Linked DNA regions of Sus scrofa: region 2 is linked to region 1. Evidence: chromatin contacts called from public Hi-C data. All regions are on one chromosome and are shown on one strand. Each heading gives the region's core, a stretch centred on a gene start, on an enhancer-like site or on the middle of the called end of the contact. The rest is flanking DNA. Distances are from core to core; before and after follow the strand shown. Region 1 overlaps FNBP1 (formin-binding protein 1). Region 2 holds the start of FNBP1 (formin-binding protein 1).

What was found. Hi-C and Micro-C count contacts between places; a contact is called where the count stands out from the background.
Region 2: a Hi-C map of liver shows a contact between it and region 1, with 1.4 times the contacts expected there. The contact joins the promoter of FNBP1 here to the enhancer-like site in region 1. A contact is called at or near these places in 2 of 5 promoter capture datasets (both in liver), 3 of 47 Hi-C or Micro-C datasets (liver and skeletal muscle) and 1 of 2 datasets of contacts at active chromatin or transcription factors (alveolar macrophages).

What each region holds. Positions count from the first base shown.
Region 1 is chr1:270,130,078-270,133,168 of Sscrofa11.1, reverse strand. It overlaps FNBP1 (formin-binding protein 1), which reads left to right. Exons shown (of 18, transcript XM_021070148.1): 2 at 1,837-1,952. Among named protein-coding and RNA genes, the nearest start is that of FNBP1, 49 kb to the left of the region's middle. Within about 2 kb of position 1,593, at least 5 of the 83 cell types and tissues checked have an H3K27ac peak or open chromatin away from gene starts, as enhancers often do. A contact at or near this core is called in liver, where this site is marked.
Region 2 is chr1:270,178,553-270,181,643 of Sscrofa11.1, reverse strand. FNBP1 (formin-binding protein 1) reads left to right here and starts at 1,432. Exons shown (of 18, transcript XM_021070148.1): 1 at 1,432-1,733. The coding sequence starts at 1,710. LOC110256408 (a long non-coding RNA gene) reads right to left here and starts at 1,339. Exons shown (of 2, transcript XR_002337858.1): 1 at 570-1,339.

The DNA of each region.
Region 1 (3,091 bases), core at 344-2,843:
TGAGATGGCACATGCCTGGGATGGGATTGCCTTGTGGCTTTGTGGTTTGTTTTTTTTTTTAAATTACTTTTTTAAATTGAAGTATAGTCAATTTACAGTATTGTGTTAGTTCCAGGTGTCCTGCACAGTGATCCAGTTATACATGCATACATATATCTATTCTTTTTCCAATTCTTTTCCCGTATAGGGTATTATAAAGTATTGAGTCTACTTCCCTGTGCTACACAGGAGTCCTTGCTGGTAATCTGCTTTATATTTGGTAAAGCGTCTATATTAATTCCAAACCCTAATTTATCCCTCCCCCATTGGTGACCGTAAGTTTGTTTTCTATGTCTGTGCGCCTATTTCTGTTTTGTAAATAAGTTCATGCAGACGTTCGCAGGCCAGGGATCAAATGAGAGCCACAGGAGTGACAACACCGAATCCTTAATCATTAGGCCACTAGGGAACTGCCTTCTTTTTTCATTTTTTTAGGATTCCACGTATATGGCTTTGTTTTTATATTTGATCTGGCACTTTTTCATTTTACATGATCCTAATGACAGTTTGGTGATATTAGGCAGGGCTTCTGTCTTCATGTTGCAGGCAATTGACTAAAACCTTGAGGTGTTTGGTGGCCTTTCTCTAGTCCCAGAGCTGGGCTAGAACCCTCATCCTCTATTCATTGCCATTACCCTTCAGGAGCCACCCGTCCACCTCTGCCAATTCTCTTCCCCGAAGTCGTGCTAAGCCTCTCTTCACCTTTGGCTTCTGGTCCTAGGCTCGTCCTTCAGATCCACCAGCTCACCAGCCTCCATCCGTGACCTCTGAGTAGGTCTGTGCTTCCAACTCGATTCTGGACATGTCACTCCCTCGCTCAACATGTCACGTCACCCAAACTGCTGCCCCTTCCCTCCGCCAGGGTGCTCACGGGACGCAGAGCCAGGGAGTTGCCCTCGAACCCTCCTCTCCTTCACATCCCTTCCAGCCTCCCATTTAATCAGTCACAAAGACTAGCTGATTCTACCTGATCGTGGTCGGTCACATCCTTCCTTCTGTTCCCACTTCCCCTCCTTTGGTCTGTTGAACACCCCTGACTTCCAGCTGCTGGTGATGTTAAACATAGCTATGGTTGTGCCACTCCCTTGCCAAGCCCTTCAGTGGCTCACTTGTGCCTGCCAGGGTCTAGGCACCCTGGCTCGGCATGATGAGGCCAGGACCCTCTAGATCCATCACCCACCACCAGGCCATTCCACCAGATTCCTGGACCGTCTTTGCCTTCCTGCTCTCATTCTTCCAGACCAGGAATCTCCAGGCACTGCACACATCAGGATTATATTTCTCTTCTTTTTGGTTCCCCAGCCCTAAGCACCATTCTTGGCACAAAGTGTAGGCTTGATGCCTGTTCAGAGGTTGGAATAAAAGTCATGAGTCATTTTATTTGTTTGAGGAAAGCAGGTATTTTGTAACCCTTCTCCCTCCTCGTTCCTCGCCTCTGATTTCAGGGAGCTTACTTGAATGCTAACTCAGATAACGGGTAAGGTGCTGACTGAGTTGTCGCGGGTGTGTGTTCTACCTCGCGGTCCGTGGTGTCTTGGAGAGGACACTTGGCTTTGCGTCAGGACATCAGCTGTATCCAAACACCACGTTTCTAACAGGAATAGGGAACGTGAACGGACGAGTCAGAGGTCAATAGCTCAGGCAGTTTTCAAACCAAATTTGGTAATGTTGAAATCATGAAAAATGTTAGAACTGCTTTCTAGGTACTGATATATTGTTGAGAGACTTGTTCGTTGGAGTTATGCTAATCACAGAGAAAGATTACAAGCTCTCCTCCACCTTTTTTTTTTTTAACAGGATCAATTTGACAACTTAGAAAAACACACACAGTGGGGAATTGATATTCTTGAGAAATACATCAAATTCGTAAAGGAAAGGACAGAGATTGAACTCAGCTATGCAAAGCAACTCAGGTAAGTTGATACTGAGAAAGACTGGCTGTTAACTGCAGAATGGATGTAAGGATAATTCAATATTCTCATTTTGTAGTATAAATGCATAATCCTTGAACTATTTCTTCTTTCACATCAGCTTATTCTTCAATAAAAACAATTGTTTTTAAATATAAAAAATTAATTTTCCTAGGACAGTAAGCCTACAAATCAAGTTATGCTTTTAGAATCTGGTTTCTTGAAAGGATCCCTGCTGCATTTTGGAGCAGCTTTTTTGTTTTTTTCAGAAAACATCTTAAAAATTAACTTTTATTGGAGTGTAGTTGATTTACAATGTTGTGTTCGTTGCAGGTATAGAGCAACGTGAATCAGTTATATATATATCTCCCTTCTTTTTCAGATTCTTTCCCTATATAGGCTATCACAGAGTACTGAATAGATTTCCCTGTGTGTTACTTATCAATTTGAAATATAACGTAGGAGTGCTCTTGTGGCGCAATTGGTTAAGGATCTGGCATTGCCGCTGCAGCATCTTGGGTCGCTGCTGTGGCACAGGTTCGATCCCTGGCCAGGGAGTTTTTTAATGCCATGGGTGTAGCCAAAAAAAAAAAAAAAAAAAAAAGAAAAAAGAAATATTACATACATACAGAAAAGTTCACCGATCTCGTGTACAGTGCCACAAATTTTCAGAGGGAATACGACCATAGGACCAGCACCCAGGTCTAGAAACAGCAAGTTACCAGCCTCAGGGCCTTTTCCAGGGTTTGACCACTCTTCCGATCTCTGACAGCCTGGATTAGTCGTGCCTGTTTTTAAACCTTAACGAATGTGAGCATTTATTATGCACTGTTTGTATTTGGCTTCCTTTGTTCCTCATTATGTCTGTGGGATTCACTATTGTTGCATTTGCTGGTACTTTTCATTGGTGTTTAATATTTTGGTGTATGAATGTATCACTGTTTTTTTAAATGATTTTTATTTTTTCCATTATAGTTGGTTTACAGTGCTCCGTCAATTGTCTATGGTACGGCAAAGTGACCCAGTCACACACACACATATATTCTTTTCCTCGCATCATCCTCCATCGTGCTCCATCACAAGTGACTGGGTATGGTTCCCAGTGCTATACAGCAGGATCTCATTGCTCCTCCACTCCAATC
Region 2 (3,091 bases), core at 183-2,682, 49 kb before region 1:
GCTGGTCAGATTCATGTCCACTGAACCACGACGGGAACTCTGGTTGATGATTCTGATGGTTACATATATCTAACAGGCTTGGAGTAGATTTCCCAGACCTGGTAACTGTAAGAACAAAATATGTAAACACACACACTAAAAATGAGGGGTGGAGGGAACTTGTAACTGAAAAAAGACAGACCAAAACAGTTCTGACAGTTTAAATTGATTGTAATTCTGTCCAACAAAGGAAGCCGACTTGGTTTATCTGCAAGAGGAGGAAAACCACCCTTGCTCCACTCTCTCCTGGAGTATGACAAGCTAGCCGAGTCTGAGGGTGGTGGGATTGAAGAGAAGCATCCCCGTGAAATATTTCTAAAATGGGGCCCAGTTTAGAGTCGACGGTTATTCAGAAAAGTTGGTAGCATTGGCTGTGGGAGAAAGAAAACTGGGGAGAAAGGGCCTACGGATTCAGAGGAAGGAGTTGGAACCCAGTTCTCCATAGCTTGTGGGGAATGTAATAATGTGTGGACCCTCGGGATACGGAGAAAGGGAGTCAGTACCTCCCTAGAAATTAGCTCTCAGCTTACCAACCACGGGCCAGGTATCAGGTGCTCTTTCCTTGATCCTTGTCACCACACAGTGACATGGCTCTGTCATTCCGTCCATCTGAGCTTTCAGGAGAGGTGGAGGCATTGCCCGAGGCCATCCAGCCAGTAAGTGCCGGAGGCTGGATTGGAACCAAACACATTATCTGTGGACCCAGCGCCTTTCCTTTTACCCACTAAGTGGCAACGTGATTTCACGTCTGAGTCTGAGAGTTTCTTGGCAGAACAAGTTGGAAATCACTGGTTTCGGAGATTAGAAATCACCGGTTCCGCGCCCCTGGATCCCTTCCCTGGCCACTCGAAGCGGCTGGGTCGCTCTTTGCCTCGACATCCCTCTCTGTGCAGCACAGACATCGCCCCACTCCCAGGCCCCACTCCCACCGCGCAAGGCTGCAGGGCTCCTCGGGCCTCCACGGTTCCCAGGCGGGGGCAAAGACCATCCCGAGCGAACTCTGGTCGGTGTAAATGGCTGCCAGGGAAAAGTATTGTCCTTAAATCCAAAGCGGCCCTCGACGCAGGGGAGCAACCTCAGGCCTCGGCAGAGCACCCTTAATAACAGGGGCCGGCTACGTTCAAAGGCGGGTGGTTGTCCTAGGAGCAAGAGGGTGGCTGCTAATAAGCAATAATAATGAACAAAACCCGGCGGGGGGAGCCCCGGGGTCCCAGGTCCCGGCAGCCCTCCCACCTCCCTCCGAGGCCTTCCGGACCCCCGGGCTACGCGGGCGGGGCGGAGGGCGCCCGGAGGGAGGCTGGGCCGGGGGCGGGGGCGGGGCGCGCGCGTGCGCGAGCTGTCAGGCCGGCCCCGCCCCCGGCGCGCAGCCCCGCCCCGGCCGCCCCTCCCTCCCCTCCCCCTCCCCCTCCCCTCGCTCTCCCGGTGTAGGGCGGGCGGGCGCTGCGGCGACCGCGGCTGCTGCTTCCTCGGGCCATTTTGCTGAGGAGAGACGGGGAGGAGGAGCCGCCGAGGAGACCCGAGCCGAGGAGCGGCGAGCCGGAGGAGGCGGCGGCGGCGCGGGCACGGGCTTTCCTCGATCGCGGGGATCTCCAGGGGCGAAGGGATCGCCGGGGAGCGGGACCGGAGAGCCGCGCCTGCCGCGCGGCGCGCCCCTTCCCGCCCCCTGCACCATGAGCTGGGGCACCGAGCTCTGGGTGAGTGAGGGGCTGGGCCCGCCGGGCGGCGAGGGAAGGTGCCTGGCGCGCCTGGGCTGGGGGCGCGGGCCCGGCTGCCCGGGTGGGGGCGACCGCGCGCTGGTCGGGGTCCCCGCGGCCTGGGGGGAAGCGCGGGACCGGGTGCCTCTCGTCGGCCTTGGCTCGAGCAAGGGGTGCGAGCCAGATTCGCCCTTCGGAGGTGCGGGGCGCTGGTGTGGGTCCCCTGCTGCTCGAGCGCGGGGCGCGCATCTGGGTGCCCCTGCGGCCTGAGCGGGGGCGCCGGCAGGACTCCGTCTCTCTGGCGCCCCGAGGCCAGGGGTGTGTATCGGGAAGAGCCTTAATCCCCCGGAGCGAGTAACCGACGCGCCGCGGACCGACCTCGATGGGGGGCGTGGAGGCCCGGGGATTTTCAGGACTGCGCTGGGCACTGGGCGCCCAGCGCCGAAATCCGAGGGCTGCTTTCTCTCCGTGGAGGTGCTGGCGGGTCGGGCGCTCCCCCGGGGGGGCGGGGCGGCCCTGGCGGGTCTGGGTGCGAGGTCTTGGGTTTGGGGGCGCAGGGACGAGCGACTGGTGTCTCCCCTTTGGTGGCGAGGACTTTTGACCTGTGATGGTTTGGGGTGCACTTGTGGTTCTTTGAGGGGCCGCTCAGATCCTGGATTTGATGTGGGGACTGCGGCGTTTGGCCTGGAGAGGGGAGAGTAGTCGGAGTTAGAGGGAGATCTTGTGTTATCACCTTTCGGAAGGGGCATTCACGGGGTAAATTTTCCATTTTTTAGCTGCTGGGAGGAGAGCGTCCAAAATGGGGTAGGCTGGCGCGGAGGAGCGCCCCGCGGGGTTCCTTAACCTGGGCTGCGGGTGGATAAACAAGTAGATGCACTCCCCGCACCAGGGCGAGCAGAGGATGCCAAGGCCATCATCCTTGGGGAAGAGAGGCTGTGGCTTGTGGAATGGAGCTGATTTCCCTGCCTTCCTCTGGATTCCTGAGGAAATCACTGGGCAAGGAATGGGGCAGAGCAGTGTCCAGAGGGAGGAGTAGATGAAATCTCAGTTATTGCCCCGAAATGTTCTCAAGATGAGACATTTCCCATGATGAACTGGAAAGTGCCTCCCCGCGGAATTCCATTTGTAAAGGGTGTGGAGGAGAAAGTGCGGGGTGGTGGTGGTTGCTCTTTGAGCTGAGGCCAAGAAATTTCACATCAAAATAAAACAAGGTTACAGCAGCTTTAGAAACAGAGCGCATCCTCCCTTAATTTTTTTTTTTTTGCTGTAATTGTTTTTTACATAACCATTTCTTAGGCTCCGAAGCAGCTGCTGTTATCAATACCAAAATCCTGAAGGCAATAACTCCCTTACATTAA